Regions from separate parts of the Cricetulus griseus genome. Here region 1 is linked to region 2. Evidence: chromatin contacts called from public Hi-C data. All regions are on one chromosome and are shown on one strand. The core of a region is the stretch at or near the end of the contact, and the rest is flanking DNA. Distances in the headings are between cores, read along the strand shown. Region 1 has its middle 42 kb from the start of Cbx4. Region 2 holds the start of Cbx4 (E3 SUMO-protein ligase CBX4).

The links. Hi-C and Micro-C count contacts between places; a contact is called where the count stands out from the background.
Region 1: a contact with region 2 is called in a Hi-C map of the CHO-K1 cell line, with 1.7 times the contacts expected there. The contact joins the enhancer-like site here to the promoter of Cbx4 in region 2. A contact is called at or near these places in 2 of 8 Hi-C or Micro-C datasets (the CHL-YN cell line and the CHO-K1 cell line).

What each region holds. Positions count from the first base shown.
Region 1 is chr7:131,665,422-131,669,494 of CriGri-PICRH-1.0, reverse strand. No RefSeq gene overlaps it. Among named protein-coding and RNA genes, the nearest start is that of Cbx4, 42 kb to the right of the region's middle. Within about 2 kb of position 2,139, at least 4 of the 6 cell types and tissues checked have open chromatin away from gene starts, as enhancers often do. A contact at or near this core is called in the CHO-K1 cell line, where this site is marked.
Region 2 is chr7:131,623,972-131,627,764 of CriGri-PICRH-1.0, reverse strand. It overlaps Cbx4 (E3 SUMO-protein ligase CBX4), which reads left to right and starts at 2,501. Exons shown (of 5, transcript XM_027425499.2): 1 at 2,501-2,815; 2 at 2,952-2,995. The coding sequence starts at 2,747.

The DNA.
Region 1 (4,073 bases), core at 890-3,389, 42 kb before region 2:
AGAGAAGGCAATGGTAGACGTCTGCATGTTCCCACTCAACCTGAGCCACCCAGAAATCCCAGGAAGACCGGGTGAGGCTCCTCACAGGGATGCAGGTGCTTCCTTTCAGGGGTGCAGAGGCAGGGTGATCCCATTGCTTGCATGGGTTTTACTGCTAGCAGCCTGCAAGCTTGGGCTGGAACCCAGGCCACTAAGATTCAGCCTCTCTTGCTCCTCCTCTTGGTAGCTAAGCTTCCTGGTGACCAGAAGTGACTTCTCCTCTGGGCAGCTGTAAAGAGGAGGCTGAGGAACAGAGAGCAGGACCTGCCCTGGGCACAGTGCCTGGAAGCCACGGCCCCGCCTGCCTCCTGAGAGGCCCTGACACTGGTAGTGTGTGAGTAAGGCCTGGCACAGATCCACAGGAGGGTGCACAGAGGTCAGTGCAGGTAGGGGGGGCTGTAGGCAGTGATCTTGGGGCAGGCTGCTAGGTATAGTTGAGCCTGCTCTCCCTGGGCCTTTCACTCTCCACCTGTAACAGTGCATGGACAGCTATGGGCAGGGCAGGTGGGGATAGGTCAGGATGGACTATGGTGGATTCTTGTGACAGGGCACACAGCCAGGAGTGGCCAGGACAACAGAGCAACACACACCCACCTGCTTCTCACTGGGCTGCTCTGGGGGTGGGAGAGGCCACTATGGAGGAGAAGTCCCTTCTGGTCACCAGGGAGCTGAGTTACCAAGAGGAGGAACAAGAGAGACTAAATCTTAGTGGCCTGGGCTCCAGCCCAAGCTTGCAGGCTGCTAGCAGTAAAACCAAGGCCACTATATCCTGACAAGTAGCCCCAGCCTGTGGCTCCCACCAAGAACTCACAGAGAGTTCCTGGTATAGATATCCTGGGTGCCAGGGGTCCTGGCTCTCAAATGCTGGGTCGAGGGCAATCCAGCAGAGTCTGCTGTTCTCAGAGTCGGTCACTCAGTGGTTTCCAGGTGCAAATCTCTGTGCGCAGCCTGGGAAACAGAGACGGAGGAGAGTCTCCCTCTGATTGCCAACTGGACCCCTGTGGGTTCTGGGACGTTTGTTTCCTGGGACCCTTCTCTTCTTTTTAGAGAGCTGGAATCAAACCCAGGGCCTCCTGCATGCCTCAGCAAATGATCACTCCCCTGGACCACACCAAAGTCAAATCCAGGGACAGAATGACAGTCTCATACCAGGAAGGAAGCATGTCCTGGTGGCATTTTCTGAGGCATGGAAGAGGCATTCCAGGCATGCCACAAGCCAGGCTGAGCCTGCCAGTGTGAAAACAGTTCTGACCTGTGTGTTACCATCCAGTGTTCCTTGAGTGCAGGCTGTCCACACTGGGGATTCCCCTCAAGCAATGTAGAGAAGAAAGGGCCCTGCTGTCCCAAAAGAACAAATGACCTAGCTCTCTTCCTGGGGTGAAGCAAACTGTGTCACAAGGCCAGGTGGGTGCTTGTCCATCCTTTATAATCCCTCCTCTACTTAGAGCCAATCAAGGCTCCAAACAGCTGAAATATACCACCCCAAACTACTGCTTAGCCACCACTCACCAATACCAGTTAACATGGGGGTTCACAAACTATGTGCATGTCTCAAAAGGCCTTTGTGTGACAGGAAACACTCAGTGAAGCAAATCCACCGAGACAGAAAGTGGATGGGGTTTGCCCTGAGGGCCTGGGGAAGCCAGGGAACAAGGAATGACTGCTAACAGGCACAGGGTTGCTTTGGGAAGCCATTAGAATGTTCTGGAATTGGATTACAGTGCAACTGAAAATTTACTAAAAACAATTAGCTTCTTTCTTTCTTTCTTTCTTTCTTTCTTTCTTTCTTTCTTGAGAAGAATTCTTGGTCTGCTGTCTTACCTCAATAAACCTGTCCTGGAGAAATGTTGCTGAGGCTATCATCACTGGGTGCATTTACATCCCAACCTCATTAAAAATGTGCACACAGATGTGCATCGTAAAAAGGCCAGCAGGAAACACACCGGACACTAGCACCAGCTTTGTGTGGGTAAAAGAATCATAGAACATTTTATGTGCAAACAGCCAGGGGGCAGGATCAACCCAAAGTCCACTGGTTGTGATGACATCCCAAGCCAAGCCCCTGGACCAGCCCCTCTCTGCCCGAGGCCAGCCCTGTGACTCACAGCAGACGCACCAGGCCAGGCGCACCAGGCGGCCAGGGGTCAGCTCCTCCCTGGAGAGAATGCTGCAGGGCCGGCGGGGCAGGCAGTGCAGCAGGAGGAGTAGGTGTGGAGGGCAGGTTGCCCGTGGGCTCCACTATAGCCAGCTACCTCAAGGCAGGCGGGCAGGAGAACAGCGCAATTGCCCCACTGGGGGGAGCTTGGCACCCTCCTTCTTCTAGAAAAGGGAGACCTGTTCTAGTAGATGGGCCAGCAGCAGCCGAGTTGCATGTGACTGGCCAGGCAGCCGCACTAAGAGGAAGACCATCAGGGCTTGCAGGAGGGTGGAGCCCAACTCCTGCTCTGGGCCCTTGTCAAGCCTTCAACCCTGGCTGCCAGCTTTCCCGTCTGTCCTGACCTGCTCCCAACACCTTCAGCTATACCCAGAGGACATCCCTGACACCCCCACAAGGGTCCACAGACCCCTTTCCCTCTGGTCCCTGCCTCTGCTGTGCTGGCCCTTTTCTTCTGCCTCCACACTGGCCTTCGACCTGGCCCTCAACCTCTCAGCTTCTACCCTTTTCACTGTAGCCTCCCTGGCAGACGGAGCAAATGGATGGGTGGAAGTGGGCTGTGAGATAGAGCCCTGCAGGTCCCCTCTGTGGGCAGGAGGCGCTCATGGCCTTGAAGGGAAAGTGCCACCACCGCCGGTGGGGTCATCACCACCGGTACTGCCTGAGTTATTCCTGGCCATGGATGCCATCTGAGGTTGGAGTGGAGCTGGGAATAGGAAGCAAAGAGCCTGGGGGCACAGAGGCGGGCTGTTGAAAGGGGGTGGTGAGGGCCAATAAATAGCCAAGGACCTCAGCCTTGGAGGGGGCAGGAAGGCGTCAGAATCTATGGCAGAGGTTCCGCAAGCCAGTGGATAGAATTCTGGACACCATGCTTGGGGCCAGGAGGCTAAGGCTGACCTGAGGGCTCAGGGCCTCTGTATCACAGGGTCAGTCTCCAAATCTGGGACAAATAGGGACAGAGATGCAGAGAGGTCCAGCGCCTGAAGCCACTCAACACCCACACAGCCACCAGTGAGTCTCTGCTCGGCTCCCTGCTGCACAGGCAGCAGGATGTGACCATGAATAAGGACCAGTGATTAGTCTGACATTACACTGCCACCAGCATCCCAGCCAGCAGAGAAGAGCAGCAGCCCTGCTGTCTCCAGAACCCAAGGGAGCCCAGCCTGTCACAGACACGGCTCCTGGTGTGCCCTGGGCTGGAAGAAGGGAGCTGGCAGAAGCTCCAAGAGTAGATTGGTCATAGGGTCACTTCAGCACTAAGATGCAACTGGAGGTGGTGACGGACCCTGGAAACCAATTATTTCCTGAGGGTGTGGGGACTCAGCAGTTACCTCCCGTCTCTGATCCTGAAAGATGAGGTTAAAATGTTGATATCTCAGGGTTTTGTAGGACCTAACTGGGTGACAAGGTGTGAGCTTGGGGTCTGTGCCTAACACACATAGCAGTTGCTATCCTTCTGGGTGGTTAGGAAAGTCATGAGTGTCACTGACCAATCCTCTGTCCCCAGGGTCCACCCTCAGGGGTGAGTCTCCTCTAGTCTGCACTCTTAGATAAGTTGTAACTTCTTGTCAATCTGGAAGGTTCTGCCCTGGGGCCTTTGTTGACTTCATAGTAGTTCTCAATGCCCAGGGGCTTCATCTTCATACTTAGATGCCTATTGTGTCCCTTCTCCAAGTGTCAGAAGCCCCCAGAACAGCCCATGACAGTATATGACCAAGCTGGTATCTTCCCTGGTCCTAAGATCAGAGCAGGGCTGGCATGTGAGGACGTACTCTAGCTCTGTCCTTGGGCTTCTTACTTCCTGGAGAGGCCTGACCAGCAGGAAGGACTAGAGGAGACAACCAGATCTGCCCTGTGGAGTCAACCCTTCTATTTTTAC
Region 2 (3,793 bases), core at 1,252-3,751:
GGCGTCTGAGCCCCACCGAGTTCCTCTCAGTGGCCCCTAAGGACCACACCTGGGCCCCTGGGGGCCCCTGGACTCAGCCACCCAAGCAGACTGCCACACAGCTCAACGCCCCTGGTGGCGGCGGGAAGGCTGCAGCGGCTGCCTGCCCTCCCCTGAGCCCGGGTTCTGGGCTGCGCGGAAACACCCAGAGTAAACAGATTTTCCTGGGGATTTTTGAGTAAAGAGACCGGCAATGTCGGGAAGCTCTGCTTCCCAGACTGAGGGACTGGCCTACACCAAGTTGTTGCCGGCCTCCTGAATGATGGGCTGCGCAGACGACCTGGGTAGCTTAGAATGAGTGGACGACAGATCTACACCCCTGTACCCCGCGACCTTGAGGACCCCTCTCTTTCTGACCCAGCTGTCCTGCAACAGTTTCTCCACATAAGTACCGCATTGGGCACCTACACCTTAGGAGTGGTGGAGGGGACATCCAAATACAGGAGGGGGTGGCCCTTTCCTAGTGCCCCTCCAGCCCCAAGAGTTGGGGAGAGAGTGGCCACCCAGATCCCCTCTTCTTGGGGGTTCTTAGATATGGGCCTCAGGATAGTTAGAGACCAGTCGCCGCACACCGAGCCCCTCTCTGTTGCCTCCAGAAGACGACCCACCACCCTAACATTCCTTGGAGAGTAACACCCCAGGCAGTTGACGCTAAGCAACAGCCAAAGTTACTGGCATTGCAAAGTGAAGGTGCGTGGGATCAACGTGTGTGTGCAACAACAAACGGTCTGCAGGCTTTTCTTGGAGTCCTGGGAGAACACAAGCCCTGGCAGGCTTTGGGGTTCTCTTCTGTATCTGGCCCTCTCCAAGTCACTTCAGCGTACCTCACCAGGCATTCTGGGACGCCATAAAACCAGGGACAGAGACCCGGATAGCTCCTTGCCCTCCCCCTCCCTCGATCCACTCTCCTCTTTTGCGCTTTTTCTGTCTCTGTGGACGCTCAGCCAAGGGATTGCGCAAGCTTCCTGCTCCGTGTCCTTCAGGAGCCCTGAGCTGGGGCCCGGACACACAGCAGGCCAGGCACACCCTTACCCCTCCCACTTAGAATGGCATGCTCCCTGTCAGGTCTACCCACTGCGACCCCACGGGTCTCGCGGGCCCACCGGGGGCGCCCTCAGAAGGTCACATCTGGCGCAGCAGCTCCCCCAGCCGGACGCTGGAACTGAAAACCCCTGAACATGCCGGCTGCCCGGGCTCCAAGGTGCTAAACTTCACACTCCGGAGCTCCAATGGCTGCATCAGCAGGGCTTGGCTGTCAGAGACTAGGGGACGGGAATTCATGAAGGATACGTGGCTCCCTGGCCATTCCATTTTTCCTCCTCTTCTCAAGGCCCACTCACCCACCACCCTTCAGCCTCAACCTCCTTTTGGCCTTCCCCACTCCCACTCTTGAGGCCCTTTCTTGAACTCTATGAACCCCCACGAAGTGCCCTTGGGCCTCTAAGCAGAATCACACATCCCCGGTGTCCTCGCTCTGTGTCTCTGTCTGACTGTCTCTGTCTGTCTCTCTCTCTCTCTCTCTCTCTCTCTCTCTCTCTCTCTCTCTCTCTGTGTGTGTGTGTGTGTGTGTGTGTCTGTCTGTCTGTCTCTCTGTGAGTGTGTGTGTGTGTCTGTCTGTCTGTCTGTCTCTCTCTCTCTCTCTCTCTCTCTCTCTCTCTCTCTCTCTCTCTCCCTCTCTCTTTGCCCTCCCAGCCTTTCCCAGTCTGGGGGCTTGCTAGAAACTGCCCCTTCCCCGCGAATGAGTGGGCCAAGTGTAAATTAGAAGCCGTTCAGAATCCTGGGTGGGATCGGATTCAGATTCTCTTTCTGCTGAGATTCTTGAGTGCTAATGCCCGGGGCGGGGGGGGGGGGCTGTTCCTTTGTCCCTGTCCTTGCCTCTCCGCCTCTCCGTGCTCCTTGTCTCATCCAAGTCCTCAGTCTTCTCGCTCTTTCTCTCCCTACCTCGCCTTCCTAAATGCCTGGAGCCTGGCGGGGCGGGGCGGTGAGCACCAAGGGTGGGGGCGCGATCTGCCCCCGCCCCGATTCTGCCCCCTGTCGGAGACTCCCTTGTGCCTCTAGGAGCCGCCGGTCGGGCGTAGTTGGTAGCGACTGCAAAGGGCAGTGAATGCTTCTGTGGCCCCCAGCAGGGATCCCCGGGCCGTGCACACCGAGAACCGGCGGCCCAGGGTGAGGTGGGGAGGAGCCCAAGTGTCTGGCCGCGGATCAAGGTAGGACCCGTCGAGGTGCCCACTCTGGCCGCCCAGGCAGACACACCTCTCCTCCGCGGCCCCAGCTCACTTTCCCAGCTCGCAGATCCCTCCCCTGCACCTCCTCGCGCCCTCCTCCTCCCCAGCCCTCTCCCGCGCCCTCCTCCTCCCCTGCCGCCCAGGCCGGGGGCCTCCGGTAGGCCGGGCTGCGCCAATCCGAGGCGCGGCCCGCCCCCTGACGCCGAGCTGGGCCCTGCGAGGCCCCGCCCGCTGACGTCCGGGATTTGCATGAGTTCTCGTGCAGCGGCGGCCCGGGCTCAGTTGTCTGAGCGAGCGCGAGCAGAGAGTCGGCGGGCGCGGGCAGCGGCGGCAGCAGCCAGGCTGTTGAGGGGCGAGCGGAGGCGGCGGGGGCAGAGCGTGTGGCGAGGTCCCCGTGCAGGACTGCATCGGGGCGCCTGCGGGAGCCAGCTGTGTCTGCAGCCGCACCGGCCGCTCGCGTCTCGGCGCGCTCCGGCTCGGCCATGGAGCTGCCAGCTGTTGGCGAGCACGTCTTCGCGGTGGAGAGCATCGAGAAGAAGCGGATCCGCAAGGTAGGGGTGGCGCGCGGGTGGCGGCGCCGAGGCGCGGGAGCAGCGAGCGAGAGGCGCGGAGGGGGTGGGGAGGCTGAGGGCCGGAGCCGGGGATCCCGCGGAAGCTGATGGAGTGCTGTCTCTTCCCCCCCCACAGGGCAGAGTGGAGTATCTGGTGAAATGGAGAGGCTGGTCCCCCAAGTAAGTGGCGGCGGGGGCCGAGTGCCCGGGCACGGGGCCCCAAGGCCGGCGGACCCGTGTAGCTGGTGGGGTGGTGGGGGAGCGGACGGGAGGCGGGGTGGAGTGGGGTGGAGGGAGGAGGGGGTGGGGAAGTCGGTGGCAGGCACTGGGAAGCCGAGCCGCCGAGCCCGAGCCGGGCGCCCTGTGTTGTGCTCCGCTCTCCGGGAAATGCCATCACTAATTTATGCGCTAAAAGGAGCCGGAGGAGCTGGAGAGACGCGGGGCCGAGCCCGGGAGGCCGGCGGAGGGAGGGAGGGCGCAGGCACTGACTGATGTGCAGCAGAAAATGGCTCCTTTCCCCTTTCCCTCCACCGAACGGCTCCATATTGCAAAACCAAAAAAAAAAAAAAAAAAAAAAAAAAAAATTAAAAAGCGACGAAAATGCAATTGTGTGCGTCCTCCCTCCTGGTGGTGCAGGATAGGGAAGAAAAAAGGCAGAAAATGTTGAGAACTGTCACTGCAGCTCTTTCGCTGGGGAATTTTTTTCTTTAATTTGAAATGCGAAGGCACCGGATGGAGACAGGCGCAGGCACACACACACACACACACACACACACACACACACACACACTCAGAGAGAAAGAGAGGCATATTTTTGCACTGCTGAGTATTTGGGGTTTGCTTGCCAGTGACAGCGGTCTTCTGGGCCTCGAGGGGGTGCGGGGGGGCCGCTGGGCTGTGGGCTATCGGATTAGGGGTTCAATGCAGAGCGGCTGAAGCCCTAGTGGAGACTCGGGCTGGCGATAGGAGGGGACTGCG